Linked DNA regions of Hordeum vulgare: region 2 is linked to region 1. A link is a contact called in public Hi-C data. All regions are on one chromosome and are shown on one strand. The core of a region is the stretch at or near the end of the contact, and the rest is flanking DNA. Distances in the headings are between cores, read along the strand shown.

Region 1 (7,120 bases), core at 1,543-4,042:
GTCTTCCCCCTCCTCTTCACTAGACTCTTCCTCCGTTTCCCCACTGTCAGAGACGTACTCGACGCTCTCCACGCTGCCCTCCTGGCTGCCCTCCTTATCCTCCTCAGCCGAGTTCCCGTTCGAGACAGGGGAAAACCAGTTGGTCCACTTCTGCATAAAATACAGTCGGCGACATCAGGCGTCAGACAGAGATTCAAGAAAGCGATAAAACCAAGACAGTTACGTGCACTCGACAAGTGGTACTCACCTCGTTCGAAGGAGGGTTGTCCGCGCAGAAAGCCCTCACTCGCCGGGACCCTCTGGGGTTCTCGCAGGCGCCTGTGATCTGGAGCACCCACGACGCCACCTTCTCCTCGGTCACGCCCAAGACGTTGGTCCGAGTGGAGTCTTCGGGCCCCGTGTAGTGCCACATGGCGTGGTCGCGAGCCTGCAGTGGTTGGATGCGCCGACCGAGGAAAACCTCCAGCAAATCTATGCCGGTGACTCCCCTCCTGACGACATCTACGAGTGCGTCGACCAGAGGCTGGATGTCGATCTTCTCCGCCTTCGTGAGCGCAAGCTGCTTAGGCGGAGCGGGTCGATCTAAGCTAAAAGAAGGCAACCCTGTCGTGGCATTCGGGCAAGCAACGTCCTGGCAGTAGAACCATGTCGACTGCCAGTTCCTAACCGACCCACTCAGCTGAAGAGCAGGGTAACTACTTTTGCTCTTCTTTTGGAAGCCTAAACCCCCACAGAGCTGGAGAAGGTGAGTATTATCATCCGATTGATTAAGTCGTTTGATAGTTTGGGACCTAGCAGAGAAGATATGTTTGAAAAGCCCCCAATGGGGGGGACAACCGATGAAGCACTCGCACAAGACTACGAAAGCAGAGAGATGGGCAATGGCATTCGGGGGAAAGTGGTGGAGCTGCGCCCCAAAATGGTTCATTATGCCTTTGAAGAAAGGGTGCGGGGGCAGGGAGAAACCTCGATGCACGTGGCTGAGCAGCAGGACGCGCTCCCCCTCCTGGAGCGCCGGCTCGGTCTCGCCCTCCGCCGGCAACCTCCATGATTTGTGCGCGATCACCCCGTGCTCCACCAGCTCCAGCAGGTCCTCCTCCGTCACCGTGGAGGGGAGGAAGTTCCCCTGGATCCACCCCGCCAGTAGCGTTCGTTGCTTCCGCGCAGGAGCCGCCGCCTTCCCCCTCTTCTTTTTCGCCTCCAGCTTGCTAGTCTGTCCCTTGGTCATGGCGGAAGCTGCTCGTCCGCGGAGGAGAAGGAAAAGGAAGGAGCTTGGGTGCGCAGGAGGAGGCGAGAGGAACGGAGCAATCAAAGGCGAGAGATCTGGCGAGCGTAACGAGAAAACCCTCGCCGCTGAGGTTTAAGTAAGGTTTCGACTGCGTCACTGGCAGGTGGCCCCGAAACCTTATCCCCCGACCAACCGCGGCGATATCAGTGGAGAAGATGAAGGCGCGGGAATCGAGGCGTCAGGCGCTACTCGAGCGCGATGTCGTCATCCCCGCTGAGCGCGCGGTAACCGAAATTTGAAGATCCCGGAAAATCCGCCGCTGTCAGTTGACTGGTCACGTCAGGAGATACCCTGGAAGCACTCGGTTTCCGACAGTTTGTTCCACCAATACTTCCACTCGGATCGTTGGTCAGAAAAGATAAAATGGATCGAGGCAAGCAACGCCAAAGTCACATCCGTTCCAGTCGGATCCAAAATTCAAGCATCGCTTCGTCGTTCCAACCCTAATCCATTCGGGAACTAATGATGGGGTTATAGTCCTAGGGTAGGGTCATAGGCCTGCCCTGAAGGTCCAACCCAAGGACTACCCCTCATAAGGGACAAGGTCCTTAGTCAGTTCCGACTGAACTAAGGAGTTCCCTTCATCCAGTCGGTAACAGATCCTCGACCGTCCAGTTGGAGATTAGCATTCGGAGTTTATCAAACTAACCGACTGGATTCCACTCTGTGCATCGTAACCCCCGTGGAGGGAAACGGTCATACGTTTCCATGTGCCTTTATTAGCATTTAAGGCGTACGTTACCTGTAACGTAGACATTTAATCGCCACTACTCCACCCCTGTACACCGGACCGTTGTGGAGGGCAGCGCACTCTATATAAGCCACCCTCCCCCACTGGTGCAGGGGTTAGCAATTCACTGTATTCTATATTCCACTCGACAACAAGCTCCCTGAGCACCGAGACGTAGGGCTATTACCTCCACCGCAGAGGGGCCTGAACTCATACAACCTCGTCGTAGCTAAGGCTCTGTCCATCCTTTTGTACCCTACACATCTACTATCAGGCTTATACCCACGACAGGGACAAAGAGAGGGATGGACAGAGAAAGGAAGAGATGATGTGAAGTGGAGTGTGTTGACTTTGTCTACCATTCACCTAGAGTGGGGATATTTATGGGGTCTTGGTGGGCCGGTCCGGTATGATAGACATGCGAGTGGAGTCCGTGTCTTCCTATATCCGCCTTAGGTTTGGGTTGGATTTGAGAGGTATCGCTCCGTCCAAATATTCGCTACCGGTTTAGGTAGTCCGGCTGGGTCACGTTTTTGTGACATGGCACTGGCCGAGCTGTCTGTCTCAGTTTAGGGAGCCCGTGTATAGATGCTCTGAGTTTCCATTTATAAAAACGTTTTCTGAAAAAAGAAATAGTCAGCGCTCGGAAAAAGTTGTACCGGAGAAATGAAAACCTTGTCTAGGCCCAACAATACATTGTAAGCCCATGTCAGGCCCATCTCCCTGCACCCTCTCTCTCTCTCTGGCGTCGCCCCTTTCCGTCACGGCGGCATTGGGCCACGGCTTTACGCCACGCCCTCTCCTCTCCATTTCTCTCGCACCCTCCCCGCGTCCTTAAACCCTAGCTCCCTCTCCCTCTCCCTCTCCCGCTCCCGCCTCCACGATGGCGACCGCCGACGGCCAGTCCCAGCCTGCGGCCACCGAACCCTTCCCATCCCCGGCCAAGCGTAAGACGGACACCGACTCCGAGATCTCTCCCGTCGACCCACCAGCCAAGGCCGCCCGCCCCGGCACCGACGAGGAGGCCGCCGCCGAGGCCAAGGCCCGGGTCGCGGACAAGGGGAAGGGCAAGATGGTGGTCGATGAGGAGGAAGAAGGCGGCGAGGAAAGCGATGACGAGGAAAGCGACGACGAGGAGGTCGAGGGAGATGGCGACGAGAGTGACGGCTTATGTGAGGATCCCCTCTCCGAGGTCGACCTCAACAACATCCTGCCGTCTCGGACCCGCCGCTGTGCCCCAGCACAGCCTGGGGCGTACCTGGTGCGACCAGAGGAGGCAGCGGAGGATGACGAGGACGATGAGGACTCGGACGTCGACATGGCTCCCGGGGAGGAGAGCGGCGACGGGGAGGAGAGCGACTAGGGTCGCAGCTCGACTAACTCGCTAGGCAATCCCTTCGTCTCGCGCTTGTGATGCACAGAAATGTTTCTATGAACTGTTCCCTTGTGGAAGTGCATTTCTGCGATTGCATCCAGTTTAGGCCTTTAGTTATCGAACTTATGCACTATCAACGTTTAATTTCGCAGGTATCGCCTAATTTAAGTGTTTTTATCAAGTAAACAGGTATCACTGCTGGTGCTTCTGGATTATGTTTCTGCAACCTTGGTCTTTCTCGCTGAGATAATTAGATCTATTCATGCTGTGTGCTTGGACTTGGATGTGCATGTGGATTGCGCCTTCTATGTTGGAATGTTCTGTATCAGGTAGACATAGCTGTAGTCTTGCTTGCAATTGCAATTGAATAACATTGTCCTGATTTCACACATTCACAGCTTGGAGGGCCTTATGCTGTCCTTGATTGATGCATTGCAATTTTGTTCTAGAACTGTCGGCCTTAAACGTGTCCAGTTAGGTATACTACTCCCTCCTTTCCATAATCCTTTGTGATTTTAGGTCAAATTTGAATTAAAACCACGACAATAATTATGGAACGGAGGAAGTATCATTTGTAGTCACTATGTTACTCAACAGGTCATATCTGAGCATTTCTGAAAAGGTTCAAGCATGTATGTTGTTTTGTTGGGGTTAGCCTTTAATTGGTCAGGGAACAATATTGCATCTTCTGGCGTGTACTACTTATAGGACTAAGCCAGGGTATGCAGTGTGCTGTGGTTATCCTAACTGTGCATTTCTAATGTCGTGCTTTCTTATTTGTGTGATATGTTGTAGATTGTCCTCTGCCTTTTCTTTTAATGTTGATTCAACCTAGATTGCTCAGGTAGTTGGTAGTTGCACCCTTTAGGTCATGCATGGTGAGTTCTTTTTTCTTGCTGTCTATTGAGCCCTGACACCACTGTTCAGCTAGCCGTGCCCTTAAAAATGGTTGAAGTATCTGTTCTCCTGTTACTCAAAGTGCTTTGTAACCCATCTCGAGCACTACAATTCATAGCGATGGTAGCTATCATTGTATTCCTAACTTGGTTAGAAAGTTAGAATGGTTCATGATTGGATAATAGAAAAGCAGTTACTTGTGATGCTTCTAGTGTACTGGGCATTGCCTTTTACACATACCAAGTATTTGCCTTAATTTCAGTTATTTTAGATACCTAATGGATTTATCTCATAGAACTTGCATTTTTAGTCGCTTATAAAAAAAGTTGTCATATTGCTAATTTAGAAAGGTAGAACATGCATGGGCAAGGACATTGTGTGGCATGTTCTTGCAAAAGGCAGTTGCGCAAGGGCATGAAACTATACAGGACTGATGCTTGTGTAGTCAGTTGTGTTACATTAATGATAAACCATAAACTTGTCATCTACATGTCAGTAGTGTGCCACAGTTCCATAAGTATGTTGTCACCTGAATCAGTGATGCAAATAAGTGAACGCGTCATAGAGTGTAACTCTTGACTCTAGCTATGCAATCGTCCATGAGTGCTACATTACCTTGTAGCTAGAAATTGGTGTCTGTGCTGTATCTAACTAATATATGTGGTTGTTGAGCTTTTTTGTCTGTTCAATATAAGAAGTAGGCTGAGTATATCAGAGAAACTGTTATCACTTGTATAGATGTTGCCGACCTCATTTTTGTGTTAATGGTAATTTCTGCTTTCTGTGTACATCTCCATGCTTTTATGCTGACATTTCAGTGCTCCTTCACACCAATGACAATATTTTGTCACACTGTTGCTTTTATCTCAGATTTTACTGTTATCTCTTTGCGTTTGGCTGACATTCAGTGCTACTTTCATCATTGTTTTGGTCACATTTGCTTTTGCCTACTGATTTGTAATGTCATTCAACATGAGAATGGGTTTAAGATAGTATCATTGCCCATTTGCTTCATTGTTCAGTTTGTAGTATCTGAGTACACTTCAAGAATAATATGACGATGTGTTTGGTACGGCACTTTTTTGCTGTCTTCCGATTACACTGGCTCACGAAGACGTTACATTGTGTTTGGGTTGGGCCGGTTTCAGTTCCAATACATCGTAAACGGTGCTTCACAAAATCCAAAATGCTCTGTATCGATTGGTATTTGAATAGCAACGCTAGACTTGCCCCCCTTCCTTTTCTCAACTGAGTAGTCCACTCGTGATCTGTAGTGACACCCCCGCCCCCTTGGTTGTGGTGAACAGGAGCGTCAGCAATCTCCCTTCTTCGCTTGAAGTTGCTGCTCCCTTTTCTCCGCTGGAAGCCATCCCTGCTTCAGTATCTTCAACAGTAGATCAATGTTTTATTTTCATTTGAATTAATATGTTTCCAGTGGTGAGTGTTCAACATGTTTAGTGTGCAATTAATATTAGGCTACAAAATATCATCTGCAAAAAATTACCATGCCAAATATCAATAATTTTTTATATAATTAATGCGTAATTGTTATTTCTACTTAATACATAAACATAAATTTATATGTTAATATTCTAATTAACGTGTAAATGATATCTTGTAATAAATTTCAATACTAAGGGCCATTTTTTGGGCGGCTTAAAAAATAAGCTACCTCTCTCCAGCTTAAAGAACAAGCCATTCTCTAAATTTTTTGAGACTTCTAAATTAGTTATTCCATATCCAAAAGCCTCATTGAATGAGATAGATGGTTTATGGAAAAAGCTAGTAAAAGGCAACTTATTTTTTTAAACGCCAAAAGAACTAGCCCTAACATGTGTTGTACGTGTTGGAGTATAATATCCCGCCTGCCCCACAGCATAGACGTGTGTGTGGGTTGGGGGGAGGGGGGTATAATGTCCGGTCCTTCCTCATAGTTCAGACTGATTGATGAATTGATTAGGTGCATAAACTTAAACTTACAACCAAAAGTTCAAAGTTTAAGACCCAATAAACATAATAATCATTTGTGGCCTACACCAATTTCCGCTACTCACGTCATAAACTCCAAAGGAGCATAGACGTGAGAGAAGTGTTGGAATATATATTCAGTCATCTTCCATAGTTTAGATTTTTGAAGTAACTTGCTGAAACATGAATACAATAGCACCTATGTATTTACTACTTCATTCGTTTTTAAATATAAGTCTTTTCAAAGATTTTATTACAAACTACATACGAATGCATATAGATATGTATTAGGATGTAGATTCATTCATTTTGTTCGTATATAGTCCTTAATATATATTTTTAAAAAACTTAGATTTAAAAACGGAAAGAGTAATTGTTATACATGTGACACATATCAGTGGAGTCCATACGGGCAAAGGGGCTATCCGGAATAATATGCCTAGAAAATGAAAGGGAAGTTATTCCTACAGGATAGGGGAGAAAGGAAAACGATTCCATCGAATCGAAGAGGGAAAAAAAGAAAGGTAAAACGAGCGGAGGAGGACACCCTTCTCGCCGCCGCCCCTCGCGCTAGTGCTGTCCTCGTGCTCTGTGCCACTTTCTGGCGCGGCGACCTCGCGCGAGACCCGGCAAGGAAGCGAGGGCGCGCAGCCAAGGACACGGGCGCGGCGAGTTCGGCGGCCGCCGACTGCGTGCTGGTCTGCAGGATACAGCCAGGTTGGCCTCTCAATCTCGATGCCTCGTTCTCAGTTCAATCTAACACAAAGCTTCCTTCCCGGGATGGATACTCCAATCTGGCCAGCTTGTTGTGGGTTTTGCTCGCCGTGTGATGGACTATCAGCTGTAGGCATGTAGCCTGTAT
Region 2 (7,120 bases), core at 2,944-5,443, 220 kb before region 1:
GACATGGCAACTGCTCGGGCTTTCTGGGTGCAACTGTTTCTTCCCAGATTATTCCGAGGCAATGTTAATTTCTGATCTGTTGGAAATGCTATTAAGCTGTGGATCTAATTTCAAATGGCCTTCTACAGTTCTACTTCGCTGTATTCTAAAACGCCCAGACTGCATGGAATACTTGCAAAAAAATAATGCTAGTGCAATAAAAGTTTCTATTTCTATGATCTCGGACGATGTTGTATGCCATGCAATTCCATTTCATAATCCACCAAGTTTCGCTTCTGAGTACTTTTTTTGGTCGATATTCTAGTAGGGGCTAAATGCACGAAGTGGTGGATTTGTGTGTTTCATCTAGGTCCAGATTCTTGTTGCATGTTTTCACGGCGGACCTGCATCTACGTGTCGACTGACATTGGGCACAACTTTTTTTTTTTTTTTGACAGAAGACATTGGGCACAACTTAATCACAATCTAGACTGGTACTACAACTTAATCACAATCTATACTGGCCTGCGTACAAGAGACCATCGATCGGGCACGAGTAGGTACGTTTCGCTCAGAACGCGATGGTCCAGTCCACCGTACCAGAGGCAGAGGTATCACACCCACCTACTTCTGTCTTGCGCGTGGAATAATGCGCGTGATCTAAACCACCTCGTGCGGCGCGCGCATATTTGATTGTTCCACGAAACAGCATGGTAGCTTTGCCGGCCGGCCGCGTTTGCTTGTTTAGGCACCTCTAGGGTCTAGGCTGTCACCGGGCAATATATGATGCATACCTCGTTCCTTCGTTAGTTAACAAAAAGAAAAATAGAGGGTACTCTCCATAAAGAAATATAAGAGTATTTAGATCATTACAGACGAAGTATCTCCCAACGGCTGTACAGGGTTGCAACCACCTGAAAAAAATGATATATGACAGAACATTTTTTTATATTTTCTTGAAACGAAGACAAATGATCTGCATCATCTGAAAATAGTGTTACACTTTTTTCGTTGCTAAGTATAAGTCATTTTAAATTTTTTACTATGAACTACATACGGATGTATATAGACATACCTTTAAAATATAAATTTACTCATTTTGCTTTGTATGTATAATTTGTAATGAAGTCTTTACAAAAAACTTATATTCAAGAACGTAGCGAGTACGTACATAAATATGCATGAGTGCATGCAAAATTAATTATCTATTACATCCCTAAACTTAATTTATTCATTTGTAAGAAAGCGCATCGATCAAACTTAAGCCACCGCTACCAAATTCTATTGCACGCATCTATACTATTGGAGTGCTACTACTCCGAGGCCGTGATTGGATTGACGTTTCTTAGTTCAATACCGGTGTAAAATATACAGACCTCCACTGGTCGTTTTTCTTTCAAGTTAAAAATCAAATAAGACCAGTATTATACACCTGTAAAATAAATACAAGTGTATATAAATACACGTGAACCAAGCGGGGCCCTAGTTCCATTTCCACACACATGAATATACACCGGTAATCACCGGAACAATTAGCTATACCCTATAATCAAGAGCACCAAATGAACATCAAGCTAATCAGTCAAGCCCAGAAGCTAGCTAGGCTGCTTCCGCTTCCTTCTTCACACCAAGAGAGCTGCCGCTGATGGTGGTGGCGCCGGGATGGTATGGACCCATGCGGGTCAACCTGCACGTTTAAACAACCGCACGCATGATGAGTTGGGTGGCGAATTGGTTAGGTCAACACGTACGTACAGTCCAGAAGATTTGGAGTACAACTTTTTGACATATTCTCACGGAAAAAGAAGAAGGCAAAGATGATACGTGCATGCATACTCACGATCGAACCAAATATTAGCTTTCCTCGATTTGGGTGAGCAGATCAATCGTGGTGTTTGATTTGGTAGGTGTCGGTCCATCAAATTGGTCGTTGATGTCGATCGAGATGTCACCCTCAGTCAACTATGTATGCGCATGCTAGCTTAATTACGACCGCTGTCGATCGCAACAAAAACGTGGTCTCCGATCGATCAAGGTCGCTCAAGGACCCACACGTACGGTTTCGACATTTTTTTCTTCTCATCATGTGGAATGTTCAAAGAGAGCAACTAATCCTGCACTTTTAACTTTGTTTCAGAACAAGAAACTACGTACGTACTGGTATTACTTTAACCTTGTGGTTTTGTCCATGGAAACAAACTGATATTATTTGGCCAGAACATAATTCCTATATACATATAGAATATTGTTTGTTTACCTCTCTTTACGCTTCACGAGGAACTGCTGCAACGACTTTGTTCTTGCCAGTGGTATGTCTGCAAGCATGAATATTAGAATTGTAAGCAACGACTTTATAAAGCGTCCAACGAACTTTTTTTTTAATTTTTTGTTTGCTCATGATGAGTTATTATTTAAACAAACCTTTGCTTGAATTTCCAACAGGTGTATTGTTGCCAAGGTCACGCCTTTCTGCCAACGTTACGTCCCTTGCCATCTGCATTATAGCTTCTGCCTGTCAAAATATTTGATCAGATGTCCAAGGCCACATCAGTATATGAATTTGATAACATACATCTGCTACATGTGCTTACTTTTATATGCATATATACATTAATTCTCTCTAACCAAAAGAAATATGCAAGTTCATTTTTGGAAATTGGACATCGGACAGTGCTTTTAGGGTCAGTTCTTTTGCTAGCTTTTAACATAAGCTGAAATAAGTTGCCCCTTACCCAGCTTATTCTATAAGCCCAACCAAATTTATTTTTTTAAAGCCTATTAATTAAGACTTTACTAGTAGGCTTTAAAAAAATATTTTTAGTTGAGCTTCTAAAATAAGCTGGGTAGGGGACAACTTATTCTAGAAACCCAAAAATGCTATCAAAAAAAACTGACCCTTAGGCTGGCCATAGTGGGAGTAACTTAGGTAGTATCATGTTTTTGAAACTAACAAACATGTTAATGTGGCACACAATTAAAGATGAAAGAGAGTTAGAGTAACATAGGTAGATACCGTAACATGTTAAATGCTATGCTACTATGTGTCATGCATGTTAATAAATGAGGTTATATATGATAGTTTGTTAGTCGAGTACTAGTTTATAATACTAAACACTATAAAGGTAGTATCATACGATAGTATCATATGCATGATACTATTATATGATACTCTCCACTATGACCAGCCTTAGAGCATGGTTAATAGTATAGCCAACTGCTGGCTATAAACAGTCTTATAGCCCATCTTATAGCTAGCGTGTACAATAGTTAGCTATAAAATAGTACTATTTTTATCATATATAGCCCACCTTTCATTTTCACAAAGCACCTAGGAGCACGTGCTAGAGCTGGCTCTTCACGAAGAGCCCGTTTCACTTCTCTTTCCTCTTCTCTCTCATCCAACTCAGCAAAAATATAGTATTTTAATTATTATAGCCTGACTGTACCTTATTGTAATTGCTGTTAGGTACATCTCGTATCGAAGTTGAGAGTGTAATTAATGAAGAGAAATACTAAGCAAATGGAAGAGGCGCGGAGATTGGTAATAATTAATCACCTTGTGGTGGGAGACATCGAAGATGGCAACGGAGCCGTTGTAGAAGACCGTCATGGGACTGGGAGCCGCAGGCGCCTCTTCCGTCGTCGCCGGCGAGCGGGGGACGACGACGCGGCGCAGCAGCTGGGGGTCTATCCTCGCTATTGCGCTCGTCTCCATCCCTGCACGCACGCATCCATGCAGTTCCAGTCAGCATTCACGCGCGCATACACAGGCACACAAAGAGGCAGGGATATGACATTCGGACCTCGGATGGACGACAAGGAGGAGGAGGAGGAGGATGAGCCGGTGTTCTTGCCGCGTTGCTCGCCGAGGGCAGCGGCGCGGAGGCCGAGGAAGTCGAGCTCCACCGGCGGCGCTCTCGACGACATGCTCGATTCCAAGCTCGAGTACGTACGGCGGCCCCGCGCGCGGGTCGATCGTCTGGAGTGGCTATGGGCAATGGGCCGGCGGAGTTGTTGTTACGCTCGATCGGGAGTGCGAGGGCTAAGGCGCGCACGGTTTATATATAAAACGAGAGCTAGGGGCTACTGGTCGCCGGTGTGGAGCTACCGCTGCATGAGTCCACGACCCATGTCGTCGTCGATCGCCGTCTCTCAAATCAAATGAAGTCCCATTGCTGGGCAGCGCAGGTAGGAACGCGCGAAAGGTGGCTAGCTAGATGGCGATCGGCGAGAAAGCGACCGACCCACCCCTCCGTCTCCGTCGGCAGTAGTAATTTATTTGATTTACACGAAACAATGGGATGGATGGATCCTCCACCAATCAGTCGCCGCGTGTGGTGCCAACAACTCCAACAGCTCATGTCAAAGAAACAAATAAATCCAACAGCTCGTGACGAGTGGGAATGGGCAGACGCGCACGTCTTCCGTCCGTCGGAAGAAGCGTGTGAATGGGCACGCGGCTGATGGGACGCAATGGCAATGGAAATTATTAAGCCACGAGCGGGAATTGGGTTGCTTCCTCGCGGAGAAACTTCCCACGCCGGTGCCCGGTTTGAGCCGACAGCGTGCGCCGCGCCGCGATCTGGTCACCGAGTCCCTTTCTTTTCCTTTTATTTACCAGGAGTAGTAGTGTGGCCGATTCAGCGCTTCTTCTCCATCACTGACTGCTGCTGGGCAATCACGCGCTAGCGCGCGCGTCTGGTTGGGCTCGTTTAACACGTGGATTTGCGCACGGGATCCTCGCATCCTGATCTTGGGAGGAAATGAAAGGGAGTCACGAGATTGAGCGGGAAAGGAAGAAAAACGCATGTGGATGCGGTGCAACCTTCGTGATTCTGTAGATCGAGCTTGATGTGGATGTGGCTGCTCGACTGAAAAAAATGCGGCTGCTATATTTAGGTCGTGTGTTCTGGGTATACAAGTTTGTTTTTGGTTTGTGCTGAGTTTCTTTCTTTGTTTTTCTTACCTGCAAACCGTAGAATAGCGGTAATTTTTCATGTATTAATAGTATGTACAAAGGGGACTGCTATGGGTCGGTTGGCGGATTTTTTTTAAAAGATCCGCCGCCTCGCGAGCCGTAGGATATGGCGACATGACCATTTCTTTTGTTCTGCAACAAAGACCTTGTTGCAGAAACATTTATAATAGAGATTGTGTTACGAAATTCTTGTGCAACAAAGATTATATTGCAAAACTTTTTTGCAACAGAGATTGTGTTGCGGATTTTATATTTTTGCAACATGTGTGCTGTTTCAATTTTTTCTTTTTGCAACATAGAAAATGTTGCAGAAAATATTTCCAATTTTCTTCGTTTTTATGTTTTGCAACGTGTGTATTGTTGTGAAGGAAAATTTTGCAACAAAAGTTATACAGAAGGAAACACGCGTCACACTGAGGAGCCGACGGATCGCTCGCATGCGATCCGCCGGCTGAACGTAAACTTTCCCATGTACAAAGGGCAGAAGTAAAGAAAGAAAAACAAAAATAGAGAAAGGGGAACTCATCATTAGTTCATTACTACATATTTTTCGCTACCCACTGATCAGAATGCTCTACACGCTTGTCCCTTATCTTGTGTTTAAGGAGCTTGAGGTGAGCTTTGTAGAAGTACCTCCATGCTTGAAGAAGATGGCCGCTCCTGAGATTCTAGGGGCGTGAGGAAGAACTAAAACCCGAGGGCACCTAATATACACATCAAAAAATTATTTAATATAATGAAAAAACAAACAGTTAAAGAGCTAACAAAAGCCATATTAATATTAAATAATTTATACATCCTATTTTTTCTTCTAACACTCTTCTATGCAAAGCAATTGATGGAAAAACCTTTAATCAAATGTTATTATATTCTTCTCACATTCTCATTCAATGCGAGATGTCGTGATTTCACTAGTGGAGCTTTTGAAGGTGGTGATCGAACCTTTACAAATAAGGTTGGAGCAATCTGCACAACTTAATTGGAGGCTCCCAACAACATCATGAAGCTTCACCACAATGGATTGTGGCTCTCACGTGATGTGGATGTGGCTGCTCGACTGAAAAAATGCGGCTGCTATATTTAGGTCGTGTGTTCTGGGTTTACAAGTTTGTTTTTGGTTAATTCAAGAAAAAGTTTGTTTTTGGTTTGTGCTGAGTTTCTTTCTTTGTTTTTTTACCTGCAAACCGTAGAACAATTGTTTTACGGTAATTTTTCATGTATTGATAGTATGTACAAAGGGGACTGCTATGCGTCGGTCGGCGGATCTTTTTAAAAGATCCGCCGCCTCGCGAGCCGTAGGATATGGCGAGATGACCATTTCTCCTGTTCTGCAACGAAGACCTTGTTGCAGAAACATTTAGAATAGAGATTGTGTTACGAAATTTTTGTGCAACACAGATTATATTGCAATTTTTTTTTGCAACAGAGATTGTGTTGCGAATTTTATATTTTTACAACATGTGTGCTGTTTGGAATTTTTTTTGCAACATAGATAATGTTGCAGAAAATATTTCCAGTTTTTCTTCGTTTTTATGTTTTACAACGTGTGTATTGTTGCGGAGGAAAATTTTGCAACAGAAGTTACAGAAAAAAAAACACGCGTCACAGTGAGGAGCCGGCGGATCGCTCGCATGCGATCCGCGAGCTCAACGTAAACTTTTCCCATATACAAACGGGAGAAGTAAAGAAAGAAAAACAAAAATATAGGGAAAGGGGAACTCATCATTAGTTCATTACTACATATTTTTCGCTACCCACTGATCAGAATGCTCTACATGATTGTCCCTTATCTTGTGTTTAAGGAGCTTGAGGTGAGCTTTGTAGAAGTACCTCCATGCTTGAAGAAAATGGCCGCTCCTCAGATTTCAGGGGCGTGAGGAAGAACTAAAACCCGAGGGCACCTAATATACACATCAAAAAATATTTGATATATAATGGAAAAACAAACAATTAAAGCACTTACAAAAGCCATATTAATATTAAATAATTTATACATCCTATTTTTTTCTTCTAACACTCTTCTATGCAAAGCAATTGGTGGAAAAACCTTTAATCAAATGTCATCATATTCTTCTCACGTCCTCATTCAATGCGAGATGTCGTGATTCCATTAGTGGAGCTCTTGAAGGTGGTGATCGAACCTTTACAAATAAGGTTGGAGCA

What was found. Hi-C and Micro-C count contacts between places; a contact is called where the count stands out from the background.
Region 2: a Hi-C map of seedling shows a contact between it and region 1, with 7 times the contacts expected there. The contact joins the promoter of LOC123426572 here to the promoter of LOC123426570 in region 1. A contact is called at or near these places in 6 of 6 Hi-C or Micro-C datasets (leaf, seedling and an unstated tissue) and 1 of 1 datasets of contacts at active chromatin or transcription factors (embryo).

What each region holds. Positions count from the first base shown.
Region 1 is chr2H:440,902,900-440,910,019 of MorexV3_pseudomolecules_assembly, reverse strand. LOC123426570 (histone H2A.Z-specific chaperone CHZ1-like) reads left to right here and starts at 2,792. Exons shown (of 1, transcript XM_045110429.1): 1 at 2,792-3,608. The coding sequence starts at 2,902. The coding sequence ends at 3,381. LOC123426569 (probable phosphoribosylformylglycinamidine synthase, chloroplastic/mitochondrial) reads left to right here and starts at 6,771. Exons shown (of 4, transcript XM_045110428.1): 1 at 6,771-6,975.
Region 2 is chr2H:441,128,654-441,135,773 of MorexV3_pseudomolecules_assembly, reverse strand. It overlaps LOC123426572 (protein TIFY 9-like), which reads right to left and starts at 4,193. Exons shown (of 5, transcript XM_045110432.1): 1 at 3,783-4,193; 2 at 3,536-3,696; 3 at 2,401-2,491; 4 at 2,237-2,294; 5 at 1,310-1,666. The coding sequence starts at 3,906. The coding sequence ends at 1,579. It overlaps LOC123426571 (poly(A) polymerase I), which reads left to right. Exons shown (of 13, transcript XM_045110430.1): 13 at 1-218.